2 separate regions of the Rattus norvegicus genome follow, and region 1 is linked to region 2. The links are chromatin contacts, called in public Hi-C maps. All regions are on one chromosome and are shown on one strand. The core of a region is the stretch at or near the end of the contact, and the rest is flanking DNA. Distances in the headings are between cores, read along the strand shown. Region 1 has its middle 11 kb from the start of Ifi47. Region 2 has its middle 12 kb from the start of Rack1.

Region 1 (3,865 bases), core at 1,253-3,752, 150 kb before region 2:
TCTCCTGCTTTGAATGTTTGCTCCTCTGCTGCTGTCAATCAGGAGGCTTCGGGCCCTTCAGAAGGTGGGTCCTAGCTGGTAGAAGGACGTCACCAGGGATGGCTCTTTGAAAATGATAAGCCAGCCACTGGTTCTGTCCCCACACTTTCTAATTTCTGGCCCACAAAGATGTTAACAGTCTACCACACAGGTCTGCAACCGGGGATTAAGCCGTTCTGCCCAGGCTTCAGTGGCTTCTCTCAAACCACGAGCTCAATTAACATCTCCTTCCTTAAGCTATTTCCTTTAGATAATGTTGCTAATTAATATGAATGCTTCTCAACAACTCACCGGTATGGTCTTAGTTAGTTGCAAATAATACAAAAATAACTTCTATCTGTCTAATGTATGGAATATCACAGCCAAGCCAAACCTACTTAAAAAGTTGCTAGCATGTATTTGCTTGCACTTAGGTGAAATTGTCTTACAGCCTGGTACACAGTAAACACTATGCTATCTCGTGCAATGTGTTAAATATCCGTATGCAAAAGGAGAAATGTGCTGGTAACTTCAAAATAGCCGTGTGCCTTCGTGCCGCTAGGCGAGCTGAGAGCCCACTATGGCTGGCTACCCTCCCAAGAAGGTTTCAACACGTGAGGTTGCCTGGGGAAGGACCCAAATCCAGCAGCTACCACTCCATTTAGGCTGAATGCACATCACTTCACACCATTGTCCAACGGCCCCACCATAAAGGCCAGAATATCTATAGTTACCAAGGCCACCACGGTCGTGTTGGGATCTGTATAAAATGGGCACTTTAGAAGGTAGTGAAAATACAAGGCAGAACTTATGGAACACAAAGGTGAGGACCTCAAAAACCCGAGCAAGCAGCTGGTACTGAATAAACTGGAGTAGAAGGAACCGAACTTCCCAGAACCAAGCTGCTGGTCTAACGCTCCTAAGGTATGTATTTATTTCTGCCACTCACAAAATTTGATTCCAAGCTCTAGAGTCCAAGTCTTCCTCTGCTGCTTCTCCCTACCTGCTCTCTAACAGCGGCTCCCATCTCTCTGGGCTCTGGCCTGCTGTGCCCTCCCGGTGGGCACCTCTTTTGGTCCTGCAGCCTGCTAATACCTCTGACCTTCTACACCCATGCGCGGACATCTCCCTTTTCTCCTGGTCTCCCCATCTCCTCCTCTACTGCAGGGGCTGCAGCGCCATCTGCAGCAGCATGGAACCCTTCCCCCACTTGGAGCTCTGTAGGTTTCTCTGTGGCTCCCAAAACCTGCTACTATGCCCTTTTGGGCCCCACCACCACGTGGGCAACTTAAAGACACTGACTCCCTTTTCCCCTCCTCTCTCCTAGCTTTCCTCCCACCTTCCTGAGGAACCACAGCCCACCTGCAGTTCGGCAGCTTCAGCCCTCACGTTGCTTATAGGAAAAACCCCTCCCCTGCACCCAGTGTCCTGTGGTAGAAAGTCACATGTTCGTTGTACCTTATAATGGAGTGGCATTTATCTAAAGAATTGTGGCTATGTATCAGCAGAGAGACAAACATACAAAGATAAATAGACATGCTTTTTTCTGCCGGGAAGGGTATTATGTGCTTGTGGCTCTTCCCTATGTAATCCAACCCTTTTGGTTACCTTCTCTTTGTACCTTTGGGCCTCCTGACTGCGGCACCTGGACCCTTCTCCCTTCTCCCTCCCCCTCTGCCTCCCTCTCTCTTACATTCAGCTCAGTTTGGTCACTCTGGATTCTCCCAGATGTCTCTGCTTCTGTCAACGCTCTTTATCTATCATAAAATTTCTCCTACAGCTTACCTAGGCCTTGTCCTTTTGCTTTCATTTTTATTTCTGTTTTTCATTCATCTGGGGCTGAAACCTGGGACCATGTCCTTCCCTTCTTCTCTCTTCTGTTCCTTCAGTTGGTTTTTGCCAATCTTTTCTGGCCTGCTCTGATCCTCACTTCTCCACTTCCTCTCAGACGGACTTTGCTTTTCTGTCTTCAAGTTTCTAAACTGTGTGTAGAGCAGGAGATTGGATAGGTTGTTGGTTTAAGGCCTTTAAAACATCACGGTTCTTTACCAAGTCCTCCTTCTCTTGTATTCTTTTTTCATAATAAATTGCTACTAGACTTATTTAGTTAGCTAGTTAAAGACTTATTTATTTTATTTGCTCTATCTGCATGTACACTCGCATGCCCATAGGTAGCATCAGATCCCGTTACAGATGGTTGTGAGCCACCAAGTGGTTGTGGGGAATTGAACTCAGGACCTCTGGAAGAGCTTTTAACCACTGAGCCATCTATCCAGCCCTTTTCTTGTATTCTTAACACAGGCATTTATAGCTATACATTTCCATCAGGCCTACCTCAGTCGCAGCCCATATGTTTGGATAATACGTGATTCGTCTTCGTTTGGTTTCCAGCTTCCTTTTTGATCCTTCTTGGAACCTGTAGGATTGACAATGAAAATCCAAAGGGAAAGCAAACATGGGATCTTTACTCAGAGCCTGCTGGCAAGGAGGCGAGGAAGTCAGCCAGCCTGTGTTTAGCATTTGGCAGAGACTCAAAGGTAGGTAGGGGAGTGGGAATGATTTATAAAGGGAAGGCGAGAGGCTCTGGGTGTTGGCCTTAGGAAGGAGAGAAGATGAGATGGATTTCATGAGCTTCCAGGACCACACTTGATGTTCCCCGGTGGATCTGCCAGTTGGAGGCAGAGACATAAAAACAAGGAAGGTTAATTAATCAAGTCTTTAGCATACAAAGTAAGGGTTTAGTCGTGGCACCTCCATACACATCGGTAAGTTATTCTCTGCTGATAAATGAGCCAATTCAATCCGGGTCAGAGTATAATAAAAGCCGGTTTATTGGGAAACGCCCTCAAATGGGTTCACTGATCCCAAGGAATGAGGCCCAGGGGAGTACCGATGGGGTAGGAGACAGGGAGGGAGGGGGAGAGAGAGAAAGAGAGAGAGAGAGAGAGAGAGAGAGAGAGTTCACGAGCAGAGAGAAGGAAAATGCAGAGAGATGGGAAGAAGGAAACCAAAATGTCTGCATTATATAGGGAAGGGCTTCTTGGGGAGGGGAAGCCCAACCCCTCAGCTGGAAAGTTTAGGGCAGAGGGCAGGTACACCATCCATCCATGCCCTGTCACAGGTAAGGACTGAGGAATGCTGGGAGAACTTGGAGGCCAGGTCCACTTTGGTAAGTTAAATATGCACCTCAGCCCCTTGTCCTGGATCTGAACCCCAACACATGTCTTTAAACTTTGTCCTCATTCACTTCCCTCCCCCATTACCATCCCCCACGACCCCTTCCCCACAGCCAGTTCCCTCTTCCCCTGTTAGTTCCAATTTCTGCCTATGTATTGTGTATGCTTCACTACCGCTTCTGTTTTTCACTAGCCCTAAGATCTCTTCCCCTTTCATGTTCCCCTTTCTGGTTTCGTGACCTACAGACACATCCTCACATATAAGTGTACACACACACACACACACACACACACACACACACACACACACCATTTTAAATCTAGGCTTTCACATAAGAGAGAATCACAAAGTCTGACACCAATGTTCTCTCCCATCCACATCACATTTGGAGTTGGCCTTCCCAGAATGCCTCAGGAAAGGGCTTGAGATGACTCCTCAGGAGCTCTCTCTTACATTTGAGCCAGATGGGACACACGGACCACATGTCCCTTTACTCCAGCAAGCTTTCCTCTGCTGTTTTGCATCATGTCCAGGTTCAGCTAAGTAACCTAACTCTTTTCTTTAATATTGTCAGATTGCAACAGACACATGTTCAATGCCATCTGATTTATTCTTTTTAGGTTTTGTATTTATCATTGTTATTACTATTACTTGTCTATGTGTTTTGTTG
Region 2 (4,364 bases), core at 166-2,665:
CCGTGAGGCTCCTGATTCCCTGACTTATTTTTCATCCTTTAGACTTGCATCATTTCCCTAGCAGCACCTTTTGAAGATGCAAGTCTGGCTTCTCAGCCTGGTGCCAGAGACCCTGAGAGGGACCTGGCTTCCTCTTTTCTATCTTCCTCGAAATTCGGCCTGTGTCTGGTTTTATCCCTCTCTCTGTGGGAGCGTCTGCTCTGATTCTTTCCAAGCTGGGCTGTGAGGCCTGTGTGCATGCACCTGTTCTCATCCTTGTCACACGAGTCTGCTAGTACCTATGTATTCCTGGGAACACATGCTAGCTAGGCTGAGGCGTGAGAGAGACACGAACCACTGGACTACCAGGGCTGTGTGAACTAAACATTTATAACTCGGAGGGGAAATTGAACCTCTAGGGGACATTTAGTTGTCCCAAGGAAACAAGACAAGAAAGTGTAGCTGGCTGAGCAGGACTTGAACCTTGATTGGGGACAGAGCATGGGTGTTTTTGTGACCCATGAAGGCTGTCATGGATCCCTGGGACACTTTACTACTTCTAAATGCTTGGAATTACTGGTCTTGCCTTAGTGTAAGTTATTTAATGTGTTATCTCAGAGGTATATGTATTACTTACCACATCTTTATCATTTTTTGTGGTGCTGGGGCTCAAAACTAGGCAACTATTTTTTTTTTTTTAAATTAAAAAACTAAAATAGCTTCAGAGCAACTCGGGAACTTGGAGGTTCCTTTGTAATTGTGGACGATTCATTTTGTATTTTTGGACATTAAAATATTCGGAGGCGGTCTGTGAGAAGGCTCAGAGGCTTAAAGCACTCATCAGGCAGTAAGCAAGCAAACCAAGAAGGGTTTCTACGGGGTACAAAAAGGCAGAGCAGGCGAGCAAACATTCCAAAAACCGAACAAAAATCTCGGACTCTGGAGCTCAGTGCTGCCACCTTGTGTCCGCTTCTGTTCCCAGTTTACTCGTCTGTAAATTAAGCACGAAATCTTTCTCCTCCTCCCCCCACCTCTTGTCCGACTTTGTATATCTCTGTCTCTGGTCTCTCGTCCCTCCCCGCCCCCCTCCCCTTCATCATAAGACAACGCGAAAAAGCCGGATTTATTCCTTTCGCTACTTGGGAGGTACCTGGGGATCAAACTCAAGTAGTCAGGCTTGACGGCAAGCACCGTGATCCACTGAGCCCTGTCGCCAGCCTCCATTTAATTTTTAGCTTAGTATTTTTTTCATCTGATTAGGACATTATATTGATTTTTATTTCAAAATATATGGGTATGCACATTAAGTTATCCTTGGATTTCCCCCTCAGGGCAGTAAAGGTATTCTGAAACCTCCGTAATTAGGTGGTTCATTCTGATTGGCTCTGATACAGGAAGTAGAAGAGTTAGTCAGGTGAAAGCCCTGAGAGAGCGAGTGTGCTATCTGGCTTGGATTTTGGCAAATAGGTAGAAGGAAATGCAGTGTAGGATGGAGAACAATTCTGGGTAGGGAATGTGCTCACACGTGGAGCAGAGAGAGGTGACGAGGAAAGCGAAGGTTTTGGTACACGGGCTGGAGAGATGGCTCAGCTGTTAAGAGCACGGACTGCTCTTCCAGAGGTCCTGAGTTCTAATCCCAGCAACCACATGGTGGCTCACGATCATCTTTAACGGGATCCGATGCCCTCTTCTGGTCTGCCTGAAAACAGCTACAATGTACTATGTACTTATATATAATAAATAAATCTTTAAGAAAAAGAAAGCGAAGGTTTTCAGGACCACAGGGGCTTGGGTGCCCAGCTAGAAAAGCTGGTGGCTTGGCTGGCTTGTGGACTCTTGATTCACAAAAGTTGTGAGCACAGGAACACCAAGGGTTACTACCCCACCCCCATCTATTGATTCAGGCAGAGGTGGTCCCTACCACGTAATATCCTCAGGCTCTGGGGAGACCAGATTAGGTCCTTATCAGTAGGAAGTATGCAATCTGGAAGGAGCTTCAAGTTTGTATTGATTAACCCATAGCAACAGAGCCATCACCTACCCCAGGGAGGCCCCGTTTTAAATCTTTTCCTGTAGTTGTTCACACAACAGCCCTCTGAGGTAGGAATTTTATTTTACACACGAGGGCAGATTGAAATCAAGTAAGCAGCCCAACTCCAGGTACTTACTCAGAGACTGGAATTTGAATCCAGGTATCATGGCTCTAAGCATCCTATTCTGACTAAACTCGATCTTAAAATTTTGCTACTTGTGACCCCTTTTGCCCAAGAACCTTTTAGGCAACCTGGGATTCGGAGATATATGAATTATATATTAGTTGCTTTTCTGTTGCTGTGACAAAATGCCTTAGCCAAAAGCAGCTTAAGGAAGAAAGGGTTTGCTATGCCCTATGGTTGGGGTTGGGGAGAAGGGGAGAGAATCCGTAGAGTCCTGCTGCCCCGGGAAAGCCTGCTGGTCACGTGTTCATTTGCCTACGGGAGAGGGAGGAGGAGCAAGAGACTGAAAACCGGAAGTGCAGTCGGGCTATCAACTCTCAGAGCCTGCTCCCAGGGATGCACTTCCTCCAGCAAGGCTGAACTGCCTAAAGGTTCCATTATCTCCCCAAACAGCACCAACTGTGGAACAAGCATTCAAATACAAGAGCCTATGGAAGACGTTTCTTATTGAAAGCACACGGTAGGTATATAAGATAGAGATAAGGATAAAACATTTACTGATAACAAGTCACAAAGAAATCTGTTTCACAGCCAGTGAGATGGCTCAGCTGTAAGGCACTTGCTACCAAGTTTGATGCCCAGGACCTACGCGGTCGAAAGAAACAACTGATTCTCTCAAGTTGTCTCCAGCGTCCACATATATGCTGTGACATGTGCACACATGGACGACTGTACTGAGAATTAATTAATGATCTGTGTATTTATTTAGATGTGGGGGGTCTCACTATCCCTGGCTTACCTGGAACTCACAGAGATCCATCTGCCTGTGCTTCCCCACTGCTGGGATGAAAGGCGTGTGTCAGTGTCCATCAGAGTGTGTGCAGAATTTAAAAAACGATACCCAAACTTAACCTTTTTTTTTTTGTTTTTTTGCATATTTTGGGGGTGGGGCTCAAGATAGAGTCTCTTTGTATAGCCTTGGGTGTCCTTGAACTCATGGAGATCCATCTGCCTCTGCCTCCCAAGTGTGGGAACCAAAGGAGTGCGCCACCACTGCCCAGCTAGGATAGGATAGCTGTGAAGTTGTTGATGTTATTCATTCTATCTATCTATCTATCTATCTATCTATCTATCTATCTATCTATCTCTATCTATCTATCTATCTATCTATCTATCTATCTATCTATCCATCCATGACTCCATCTATCTATCTATCTATCTATCTATCTATCTATCTATCTATCTATCTATCCATCTATCTATTTTAAATGAGATGTAGGAGTTATGTTTCATACCCAAGGCCACACTCACTTAGGAAATCAGTGAAGATTTAGATCCAGGCCTATTTCCCTCCAGTCTCCACTCTTAGACCATGACTCCTAGTTTTGTACTCTTTAGTTAAAATATTGGAACCTAAATATGTATGGCAAAAGTACAGCTTTTGCCCGACATTTTGAGGACACTTGGGTGGTAGTTTGTGTGTGTTTTAAAAACTTTTTATTGACTCTTTGTGAGTTTCATATCGTGCACCCCAGTCCCACTCATCTCCCGTCCTCTCGTATTCACCCTCCACCCTTGCAACCTCACCCACAAAAGAAAATAACACACACACACACACACAGCCTAAGCACAGAAAACATCATGGAAGCTGAGGTGTGTCACAGTGTGTCGCACAGTGTACTCCTCTGTCCACACATCTTCATCAAATGTTCACTGCAATGAGTCACTGGTCCGGTTCGAGGTCTCTGGCTGCTGTGACACCATCAATATTGGATCCTCACTGGGACTCCTCCCAGTTATTCTGTTGTTGTTCTGTGTCATGGAGATCCTGAAGGCTTGGATAAACAAGACGGGCCCTTCCACGTGCTCCAACAGTTCACAGATGATGTAGTTTTTGGGGTGGGCCAACTCAGAGCCCTGGGCCTGGGCCTGGGTGGTAGCTGAGCTGGTCGGCGCTCTTCCTTCGCTGCGCCACAGGGCAAGTTCTCCAGCACTGCTCTGGCTAGGCCACCCAGTGCTGCCATAGGCAGGAGGCAGGGTCTGCTCTCCTGCTGTCATGCCCTCTAGACCAGCTCACCCTCAGCCATGTCTCCAGAGCCAGTTCCACTGTGCTGCCCAGTCAAGGTGGACCCACTCTGAAGCAGAGGAGTGGCAGGGCCAGCGCTCCTTCTCTCTTGCCCTTGGGGCTTGCTCACTACTGTGTTGCCCAGGCAAGGTGTAGGGCCCACT

The links. A called contact is a pair of places that touch in the nucleus more often than the background predicts.
Region 1: a Hi-C map of liver shows a contact between it and region 2, with 5 times the contacts expected there. The contact joins two enhancer-like sites. A contact is called at or near these places in 8 of 12 Hi-C or Micro-C datasets (the A7r5 cell line, the Rat2 cell line, frontal cortex and 4 more).

The regions. Positions count from the first base shown.
Region 1 is chr10:33,807,863-33,811,727 of GRCr8, reverse strand. No RefSeq gene overlaps it. Among named protein-coding and RNA genes, the nearest start is that of Ifi47, 11 kb to the right of the region's middle. Within about 2 kb of position 2,502, at least 4 of the 93 cell types and tissues checked have an H3K27ac peak or open chromatin away from gene starts, as enhancers often do. A contact at or near this core is called in liver, where this site is marked.
Region 2 is chr10:33,656,327-33,660,690 of GRCr8, reverse strand. No RefSeq gene overlaps it. Among named protein-coding and RNA genes, the nearest start is that of Rack1, 12 kb to the left of the region's middle. Within about 2 kb of position 1,415, at least 14 of the 93 cell types and tissues checked have an H3K27ac peak or open chromatin away from gene starts, as enhancers often do. A contact at or near this core is called in liver, where this site is marked.